Linked DNA regions of Anas platyrhynchos: region 2 is linked to region 1. A link is a contact called in public Hi-C data. All regions are on one chromosome and are shown on one strand. Each heading gives the region's core, a stretch centred on a gene start, on an enhancer-like site or on the middle of the called end of the contact. The rest is flanking DNA. Distances are from core to core; before and after follow the strand shown.

Region 1 (5,074 bases), core at 859-3,358:
AGCAGCTCCCAAAGGGCATCGGCATCGCCCCGGCTGCTGCTCCTGGTGTCCCGGCTCTGCCAAGCCCCTCACACCTCACCCCCAGCCCTTTGAGAAGCTCCTGCTCAGGTCACAGCCCTTTTTACGATGAATTTCATCTTGAAAATTGAATTTCACCCCCCAGCCCTGTTGGCACGTCCACGTTTCCCAGCTCCCCGCACCTGGGCGCTGTTTCTGCCCCACTGAAGCTGGGAGGCAGGGGGAGAGGAGGGAGATGGGGAGGGGACATCTCACTGCACAGGAGACACCCCACAGTTAAAAATCACGGGGTGTCATTAATTTCCCTCCTGAAGCCAAACACCACGAAACCCCAGGCACTCCCCGGCAGCACCAGCTGCTCCAGAGACAAGACGTGGGTGGGACCTGACTTGGAGCTTCCAGTGTGCCCCAGTTCACAGCAAATAAACTCAAAATACCTCCTGGTTAGGGTATGCGCGGAGGAAAAGCTCCTGGTTCAGAGCTGTGTCTGAGGACCTGAGCTGCATTACCCTGGGCCCTGGGGTGAGCACCATGATTTAAAAAGGATTTTAAGTTACCTGACCGTGTTCAGAGGAGGGCAACAAAGCTGGTTGGAGGGCTGGAGGGGATGACCTGCGAGGAGAGGCTGAGGACACTGGGTAGGTCTGGTTTGGAGAACTGGAGGTTGAGGGGTGCCCTCACTGCTCCCTACAGAGGGGAAGCAGCGAGGGGAGGCGCTCACCTTCCCCGGGGGATGCTCGGACCAGGCGGCAGTGTGGTGGTTTTATTGTGGTAGGCAGCTGAACGCCACCACGACTGCTCTCACCACCCCTCCTCAGGAGAGGAGGGGAAGAAGAAAAGGAAAGAAACAACTCACGGGTTGAGATAAGGACAATTTAATTAAAGTAAAAATAATTATCAAGGGAAAAATATTATTAGTTAAATAATTTAACGAAATGGAAAAGGAAAATGGAAAAAGGGGAAAAGAAGAAAGAAAAACAAAGGCCATGTGGAAACACAGAGGAAAGAAATTTCTCTGTTTCCCACCAACGACTGATGCTCGACCACATCCTCGAAGCAGGGCCCCAAGGCACGTAGCTGTTGTTTGGGAGGACAGATGTTTGCACAAGAGCCCTCCTCTCCCCTCTGCTTCCTTTTCCACCTCTTATTGCTGAGTGTGACCCCACATGGTATGGAACATCCCTTTGGTGGGTTTAGGGCAGCTGTCCTGCTGATTTTCCTTCCTCCCTTCTTGCCCACCCCCAGCCTGCTGCCTCTGGGGGGTCGGTGGGGGTCCTGCTGCGGTGCCAGCACCGCTCAGCAGCTGGCACAACACCGCTGTGACACCAGCACTGCTCCAGCAGAGCACGGCGCTGGGGGGGCTGCTGCAGGGAAAGGTGACTGCATCCCAGCCAGACCCAGCACAGCTGGGGAAAACTTCCCTGGCTGTCAGACACGGGAACAGGCCTCCTAGAGAGGGGGCTGTGCTTCAGCTTCGGCAGTAGTCTGCCAGTGGGACTTGATGGCCACTGTAGATCCCTTCCAACCAGAACTATTCTAATTCTATTCTATTCTATTCTATTCTATTCTATTCTATTCTATTCTATTCTATTCTATTCTATTCTATTCTATTCTATTCTATTCTATTCTATTCTATTCTATTCTATTCTATTCTATTCTATTCTATTCTATTCTATTCCATTCCATTTCTATTTCTATTCTACCCTACCACACTCCATCCCATCCCACCCCACCCCATCCCACCTCACCCCACCCCACCCCATCCCATCCCATCCCACCCCATCCCATCCCATCCATCCCACCCCATCCCATCCCATCCCACCTCACCCCACCCCACCCATCCCTTCCCACCCCACCCCATCCCACCCATCCCTTCCCACCCCACCCCACCCCATCCCATCCCATCCCATCCCATCCCATCCCATCCCATCCCATCCCCACACCCCCATCCCCATCCCACCCCCGGGGCCGGGACCTCCTCCAGCAGCCCCATCTCCCCCACCCCTTACTCTCCATCTCCCCCCCAGCACCCCCCACCCTACCGACCCGGGTTCCTCGCCCCTCGCCGTGCCGGGGGGACCCTCCCGTTCCCTGCCCCGTACCCTTGCCTCTCCCCCCGGGCCCGCCCCGCCGCTGCCCCCGCCCCGCAGCCTCGGGCCCGCCCCGGGGAGGTGCCGCGCCGGGCCCGGGGAGCCGGGGGCGCACGATGGGGGCCTGCCTGGGGGTCTGCTCCCTGCTGAGCTGTGTGAGTGCCGGGGCAGCGGGTGGGCACCGCGGGGGGGAGCGGAGCCGAACCGGTTCCGAGCCGCAGCAGCGCCGGGTTCGGCTCCGGGACGGGACCGGAGGGGGCTCTGGGCGCACCCAGGGTGGGTCTGGGGGCACCCGGGGGAATCGCCCCGGTGCGGTTCTGGGGGGGCACAGGGGGGAGCCAGGCCCGCTGTAGCCTGGGGGGGCGCAGGAGGCACCGGACGGGGGAGGGGAAGCGGGGGGGGTGCGGCCCGGGGAAGCCGGGGGGGCGCAGGGGACCCCCGGGGGAATGCGCGGGACCCCCCCAGAGGGTGCCCCCCTCTGTACCCGGGGGAGTCAGGGGACACCCATGGCAGGGGGGCTCACTGCACCCAGGGGTGTCCAAGGGAGCCCCGTGGGGTTCACCCAAGGGAGATGTGGAGCTCATGAATGTCGTGCTCAGGGGGATCCCATAGCATCAGGGCACCCCCCGGGGGTGTGTCCCATGCTCCTGGGGGGGCTGTGGGGAGCTGGGGCACTCTTCCTACAGCACTGAGGGAAAGCGGGGTCCTGCCTCCACCCAGCTCTGGGGAGGGCTTGGGGTACCCTGGGCTCCCAGGGCATCCCAGGAGGGGGGCTCACCCGCTGCCCCAATACACCGGGGGTGGGAAGCAGGGGCTGACACCCCCCTGTGCCATCCCAGCATCCTGGCTGTGAACGAGGGGCTGGGAGGGGGGCTGGGAGGGGGGCTCTGTGCGGGTGCCGTGCCCGGTGCCGTGCCCGGTGACGCAGGTGGGTGCTGCCGGTGCCGTGCCCCATGACACGCACCCAGCGCTGCCTTCCTGGGCATGGGCTGGGGCAGGTCCCCGAAACCTCCCCGCCTGGCTGGGAACGGGGACGGGAACGGGGCTGCTTTCGCAACTCAGCCTCAAAGTTCTGAGGGTTTCACTTGGACCCGTTGGCAGTATCGGAAACGCCAGGAGTTACTCCAGGGCAGGGCTGTGGAGGGTGTTGACACAATTCTGGATGGTTTCCCCCCCAGAAAACATTTTGGCCCATGATAGAGTCACTCACTTGTAGGTTCTGTGTAGGGTCAGGCCCCTGCATTTCGCCTGGCTGTGGGGCGATGCTGGGACCTGGTGCCCAGGGGTTCCCACCTCCCCAGCCCGCGCTGACCTCGTTGCCTTTGGTACTGATTAATTTGCCAGCTCATTAGATGATGACTGGCTGCTCGGCATTGCTTCTGGTTGACTCAGTCTCTGCATCCTCGGGGGTGTGGGGGCGAGGGCAGCCTGCAGGAGGGGGTGGTGCTGGGTTGCTGCTGGGTTTGGGCTGTGTAAATGGTGCCTGTCCTGCACCGACTGCTCCCCCAGCTGCAGTTCTGGCAGCGAGCTGTATTTTGTGAGGATGTTGATAGTAAAACTGGCAGGATTAATCTTTAATCTGCGGCAGCTGAAACCTGACGCTTCCTCGTCAGTCCACCACGTTTGTGGGTCACTTCCCTTCGTTTGCTTTTTCTGTCCTGCTGGATCCACCTTCGTACTCGTGGGCATTCCTGAAAGCCCACTGGGGAGGTGCAACGGGGCGCTCCCAGTGCTGTATTCCTACAGAAGGCTTCTTTAGCCTTTTTTCCACTCACTTGTTCAAGAGAAACAAAGGAAAAAGCTGAAATCAAGAGCTGCCTCTTCCCTTGCTAAGGTGTTTGAGAAGGGCAGTTTGTAGGCAGGTCCCCAGTGACAAAAGGCCTGCTGGTGACGTGGGACTCTCAGGTTACTGCCCTACCCCGTTATGCTGGGTGGGGCCTCCCTGTGCTTGCAGGAGGCCATAAAAACTGAAATGAGGCCACAGAGCTTGGCCTCTAAGAGCCTACCCTAAAGTCCAGCTCTGGTTGGACCTGATGATCTTAGAGGTCTTTTCCAAGTTCAATGGTTCTATGATTATGGAAAGCTCCAGGGGGACGTGGGCTCCCCAAAACCTTGTACCTGCAGCACGGTGATGTACCTATCCCAGGGAACATGGGGTGCCCGGGCTTGTGTCTCCTGCAGGGTTTTGCAGATGCTCAAGCGTGGGGTGCCGTGCAGGAGCGTTCCACAAGTATCCACATCTCCTGGCCATGCTCAGCCCGTGCCTCTCTCCCTTTTGTCTGACTCTAACCAAGCCCTTGTTGCTTCATCTCTCTTTCAAACAGAAAGCTGTGGGTGCTGGGGACGAGTTTCTGCTCGGGCTGTGGGTTGTGCTGTGATGCCTTTGCACATCTTGCCATGCGTGCCGTGGTCACCCTGCAACCACAAAGCCTGAGCAGCCTCAACGGTGGGAAGTGACAGCAGCAGAGGGCTGAACCCCCAAATTCAGCCACAAATGACAAACATCACGATTTTTCAGGCTGTTTTCAGTGGCCTTTTCTTTTTTCTTTTCTTTTCTTTTCTTTTCTTTTCTTTTCTTTTCTTTTCTTTTCTTTTCTTTTCTTTTCTTTTCTTTTCTTTTCTTTTCTTTTCTTTTCTTTTCTTTTCTTTTCTTTTCTTTTCTTTTCTTTTCTTTTCTTTTCTTTTCTTTTCTTTTCTTTTCTTTTCTTTTCTTTTCTTTTCTTTTCTTTTCTTTTCTTTTCTTTTCTTTTCTTTTCTTTTCTTTTCTTTTCTTTTCTTTTCTTTTTTCTTTTTCTTATTTTTTCAATTTGAAGGTTACATATGGTAACACCAAAACATTTTAAATGCATTCTTGTGCAAACAGTGCACTTAATGAGGAAGTAATCTCAAACTGAAGGCTGCTTTTTCATGTTCTCAAGTCAAAAGCATGAAGTGATGTCTCTTGAGCAGCTCCTTCGTGGTCCCTG
Region 2 (5,437 bases), core at 1,648-4,147, 370 kb after region 1:
AGCTTGCTAGTGGTGGGGCTGGAGGAGCCACCTGAGGAGGTTAGCCAGCCCAACCCTCCATGACCTTGCGGTGCAGCAGCACCAAGCTCTGTCAAGCCTGGGCTCAGGTTCAGGCCAGATGTAGTCACCTGGGCACACAGGGGACAAGGACATGGGAGAAATAAAGAGCCCTGCCATGCTTCCACTGCTGTTACTAGACACCTGTGCCTGTTTTCACAGCGACACACACATCTACTTTGCTGCTGAGTTAATCTCTTAAAACCATCTCATTTCAATGAGCCTTTTCTGTGTACCCAGTGGTGTGCTCAAGTTGTTATGTTAGGAAAACTTTTGCAAGTTGCAAAATGCACTGAGCTCCACAGCGGCGGGGAAGAAGGATGGACCAGGAGTGCAAATACTCCAAGGCTGAGGTGCCTCTCTGCCACAAGGGATTGTTCTCTTCCTTTTAGATGTATTGGACCTCCTGGCTTTTTGTTAGCTCTTCAGAGCAACCTTTCGGCCAGGTATAGACATGCTGTACTTGGCTGGGACAATTCCACAGGAGGGCACGGCTGAAAGAACCTGGTCAGGGATTTTGCAGTTGCTGCCCCAAGGGAGAAGTGCTGGCATGGCAGCAGCAGAGAAAGGCTGCTCCATGTGGGATTGCTGGAGGACTCCTTCAGTCCAGGAACAGACTTAAATAATTGACTAGATCACAGCCTCCAAAAATCAATCCCTGCTGTTATACCACCTACAGGTGATGCTTCTGCAGGTTAAAGGTAGATAGGGAAAGAGGAAAGTGGCTCCTGAAATGTTGGTTATGTGACTCTGAAAAAACAAGTATTATTTTGAACCTGTCCATTATAGTCAATTAGAACTAATGAATCAATTAATTGAGTGTCACTTTTGAAAAGCTGCAGATCAGGAGCCCTATTTACGTTACACATAATTGCAGGCTTCTGAGGACAGAACCACAAGGGCCCACTTAGCAGGTCGGGGGGAATGCTTGCATTCATCGTTTCGTTCAGTCGTGCGTCCCAGGCTCACACATGGTTAATAGCAGTGCGTGGAGTGGTGCGAAAGCCAGACCAGGCTGTGAGCCAACAGGAGCTTGTGAAAACAGAGGGCTGGCAGGTGAGGAGGATGAGCTGGTCCCAGCCTTTGGCCTCGCTGAGAGGGGAGGACTAAAGGTACAGCCCAGGCACGGTCAGCCGTGTGGCTGCGGGTCGGCTGGGAGGGTGCTCAGCAGAAATGTTGGGACTGTCAGCTGGGGGACTTCTGTTTGGCCACTGTTAAATCACTGCTCGCTAATTGTGGCTGAGCATGTGGTTGTTGGACACCTGCTAAGCCCACCGAGGGAAGGTCCTGCGGAGGCTGCAGAGGGATGGGAGCCCACGAGCCTTCAGAGAGGACTTCTCTCGCCGTGTTGCTGTTGGCTGTGCGGCAGCTTGCTGGAATGTGTTGCGCTGTCTGGACTGTATTGCATTATGCAAGCAACCCATGTAATTTTAGAATTACGAAAAATATACAGTCCCCATTTCCTCCCATTGATGAAGACCATTTGTGTTTGTGTAAAGGGGACAGTCTGCCAGGAAGGAATGCAGAAAGGTGAAATTGGGAAGGCACAGTGTCAGAGGAGCATTTCCTTTCTCTTCTTCCATCTTCTTTTTCACCTGGTTAAAGCTAACACTGGACTTCTGCTGAAATTTCATATATTCTGCCTCATGAGTCAGGAGGCCTGTTGCTCATAAATGTCAAGTAAATACTAAATAAAACAGCCAACGGGAAGGTCAGAAGATTGTATTTGGTACTGTAATAGTTGGGGGTATGTAGATGGATGAGAAAAGAATGCAGAAATGGTGCATGAGAAATCAGAGTTCGCAGCTGTGTTGCGCATCCCCTGCTCTCAGTGTAGTGGGTTGGAAATAGCCTCCCCTGTGTAAACACATACTATCGTCTCTCTTCTTCCTGAAGAGGCTCAGAACAGAGCCTAGCGATGAGTAGTTTAATTAAAAAAGCAAGGAAAAAAAAAAAAAAAGAGGCTATTTACATGTGCGGGAATACTGCTGCACTCTCCTTCGGGGGCAGGCAGGGAGGGAGCAGCAGTTCCTAAAGCTCCCTGGATTATTTTAAACTCAAGCTGTATTTCACTTGATGGTTTTGATTTCTATTTAAGGGGCAGGGGAAAGAAAGGGGTGTTACTATAAAAGGAGATTGGAGCATAATTCTTCACTGTTGCACTGGTTTTGCTTGGTGTGACTGTACCAGTTTTGGTGGAATACCACAAGGATAACACAAACTTAATGAGATGGTGTGCAGAAGCCCTCAAAGGCATTACTGGGGCATGTTTTTCCGCTGTCCCTCCCCCCACCACCAACCCCTGTCTTCTCCTGCCATGTCCTTCCTCTCCCCATCAGCTCAGCAAAATGCTCCTGTGCTGCAAGTAGCCAGGGCTGCTGGTTCAGGCCTGAGCTCTCTGCCCACATGCAGCATGTTAGGAGGCCAAAGCAAAGTCCCTTTGGGATGTCTCGGGACTCACCAAGCCCTTTCCCTCTGTGGGAAATGCAAACAGTGTCCCAGTGCGCAACCGGCTTCACGTTTCCCTCACTCTGTCCTTCTGACCTTGCTGTCTGTCCTGGCCAGCGCCTGTCTGTACTGTGACTGGGGCCAAAAAAAAGGAGACCACACAGGAGAAGGCTCTCCAGGCCTGACACAATGCAGCAGGGGCTGAGGCTGGAGCTGTCTGTCCATCCCTACACCCACAGATATCAGCCCCCCAAGCCAGAGGCAGGGACTAGCTCGTAGCTCTGCTGGTGAGATACATTCCCTTTCCAGGCAAGAAATGTGCACAGTTCACCCCAGAGCCGGGAGAATGAGTCTTTTGGAATAATATTTGTTCTGAAGTCAGTTCCTTTGGGAGTTTGCAAATAACCCGCTGCTGGATCCTGGGTCCAGCAAACACCATCATTATACAAGCATTGCACAATGCAAGCCAGCCTCTTGGTGGAGAGCTGCTAAATACATGCCTTGTTCCACTAGGGTCAGAGGGTTGCCAAATACTTCGTGAACATTTACAGGTAAGGCCCCGTTATTCAAAGTAAACTGAATTAGGCATTTATCCACAGATCACAGGGACTTCTCCCTGTGTGGCCATGTTGCCTTCTGAAAGCCACCCTGCCTGCTGCAAGCAGGTGTGGTCCAGCCTCTGCATTAACTCTGCTGAGTTTCCCTTCTGGCTCGTCCTGCTGATGGCAGCCCTACATGGAAAACTGTGTCAGTGTCCACTGGAGGAGGAGCAGCGTCCTAGGATGAACTGATGGGGAGGAGAAGCCAGCAGTGCTGCAGTTAGCTGCCTGGCTCCGTGCAGGTGTCAAAGCAGCAGCTAGGCTCTCCCCTTGCAAAGCAGGGAGCAAGCGTGTCCCATCAGCACGGCACCCATCGCCTTGGTGCTCAGCTCATGCAGAGTTCGAGAAATTGGTGTTTTCTTAGCCCCTCCAGAGCAGTGGGAACTTGAGAAAAGCCTCCTGACAGCACAATTTTGTTGAGCTACAGTGACATCCAGTGGCTGTTCCCGATGGACCTCTTCAGGCTGAGTTTTCATTTTTTCTAGTATCCACTGCACATCTGGCATGGGAAAATGCAGGTTTTCTCTGCGCAGAGCAGAGGGTGAGCCAGCAGCAATCTGCTTGCAAGCTTGGTGCTCATCTCAGAAAGCTTCTGCTGGTTCTTCGAGTAGAAGAAAGATACTGTATTTTATACATACAGGCAGATAAGTTTCAAATTCTTTGGAATTTGCTTTCTATATACTCCACTCTGTTTACAGACTCTTATTATCAAAGCATCACGATGTGAGGCTTTCCATAGACATGTCTGCATCACAACTGGGAAAAACCACAGAGGTTCTTTCAGCACTGTTGTTTGCATTTTTAATGAAAACCTGTCTTGCTAATCTTTAAATTGTTATCTAAAATTGTCATGTTATCTAGATAGGACAAGGCCCAACACATGGAAGATGGGAGCTGTCATCCCAGCAGCCTTCCTGTGCTTTAGCAGCTGTAGACATTTTGTGGGCACCATTACAACAAATAGCTGTAAAAAGAATATCAAAGGATGATAGTGCTGCTGTTCTCCTAATCTAGCCAGAACTTTTTTTTTGTTCCTGGAGAAAGGTAGCCAGGCTGTGTGATGGTGTATAGCAGAAGCAGGGGCCTATGGCAGAGCAATGGCTGAAGCCAAAATTTGGGCAGAGGAGATGGTCCCAGTGGTGAGATTCACTGAGCTCAAAGCAGTGGAGGTGCTGGGACCATCAGGAGCAGAACTGGAAGAGAGGGCAAGGCTGCAGGCTCTGAAGTATGAGATAACTAGATCTAGGAAATAACTGGGTCCTGCCTGCTCTTGTCCCATTAGAACTTTTGAGCGGATTCAGCACAAAACCAGCCTGTGTCTGTTTGTGTCTTATATTTTCTGTTTTGTGTCTGCCCATCTCTGCAGGAACCAGTGAAGACCTATTCCAGGACTCTGAGGGGCGGGAGGGATCTGAGCCTATCGAGGAACATCAGTTTTCAGACCTAGAGGAATCTGACGATGATGATGACAATGAAGATGATGAAGATGAGGAGGAAGAGGAGAGCCAAGATGAGCCACCTTTAAAGTTGCCAGAAGGCAAACATACTGGCCCACCAATGCACTCTTTAGGTGGCTCTCCATCTTCTCAAGAGGAAGGCACTGAAACAGCATTGTCCTTAGCCCAAGAAACTGTTTCCAGCAGCCAAAAAGTAGGTGAAGGCCAGCAGGCCTCCTCCTCTGGGCTGGAAACCAAGTGGTCAGCAGACAGCACTGACATTGCTGTGTGCCACAGCTTCTTGAGTCTCCACAGACCAGCTTTGACTTCCACTGAACAATTGGCTTCTGCTGAAAGGGAGTCTGTCACAAGGCCACAGATGTCCTTAGCTATGGACCTGTCAACCTCAAAAGACACCTCCCCGAGAAAAAGGTGGTCTCCGAGCCAGGACTCTGGCAGAGGTGGTGGCAGCAGCAGACCAATGCTAGCCAGAAAGCACCTGTTAACCAAAAATGAAACTTCACCGAAACGGTTCTCACCAACAGGAGAACTGTCTTCTCTAAGGTGCCTGTCTCCGGGGAGAGGGTTGTCTCCTTGCCAGCGCGTCTCTCCCAGGAGGGAGGCATCTCCCCTGAGATGTGTGTCACCAAGACTTGAGCTGTCACCCAGCAGGCATCTTTCCCCCAGAAGAGAGTTGTCCCCAAGAACATACCTTCCACCAGAAGGGGATGTTTCCCCTGTGAGGCACTCGTCTCCGAGCAGAGAGATGTCATCAGTCAGATATTTATCGCTGAAGAAAAGCATGCCCCCAGGCTGTTCAGAGTCACCTAGGTATCCATCCCCTGGGAAAGAGGACTTGCCTGGTACGAGCAAATTAGCAGCAGATGACAAAGTTCA

The links. Hi-C and Micro-C count contacts between places; a contact is called where the count stands out from the background.
Region 2: a Hi-C map of skeletal muscle shows a contact between it and region 1, with 2.5 times the contacts expected there. The contact joins the enhancer-like site here to the promoter of SERINC2 in region 1. A contact is called at or near these places in 2 of 8 Hi-C or Micro-C datasets (skeletal muscle and subcutaneous adipose tissue).

What each region holds. Positions count from the first base shown.
Region 1 is chr24:5,758,265-5,763,338 of IASCAAS_PekinDuck_T2T, forward strand. It overlaps SERINC2 (serine incorporator 2), which reads left to right and starts at 2,109. Exons shown (of 10, transcript XM_038167412.2): 1 at 2,109-2,263. The coding sequence starts at 2,225.
Region 2 is chr24:6,125,239-6,130,675 of IASCAAS_PekinDuck_T2T, forward strand. HIVEP3 (HIVEP zinc finger 3) reads left to right here. Exons shown (of 11, transcript XM_013095706.5): 10 at 4,471-5,437. Among named protein-coding and RNA genes, the nearest start is that of EDN2, 49 kb to the right of the region's middle. Within about 2 kb of position 2,898, at least 1 of the 8 cell types and tissues checked has an H3K27ac peak or open chromatin away from gene starts, as enhancers often do. A contact at or near this core is called in subcutaneous adipose tissue, where this site is marked.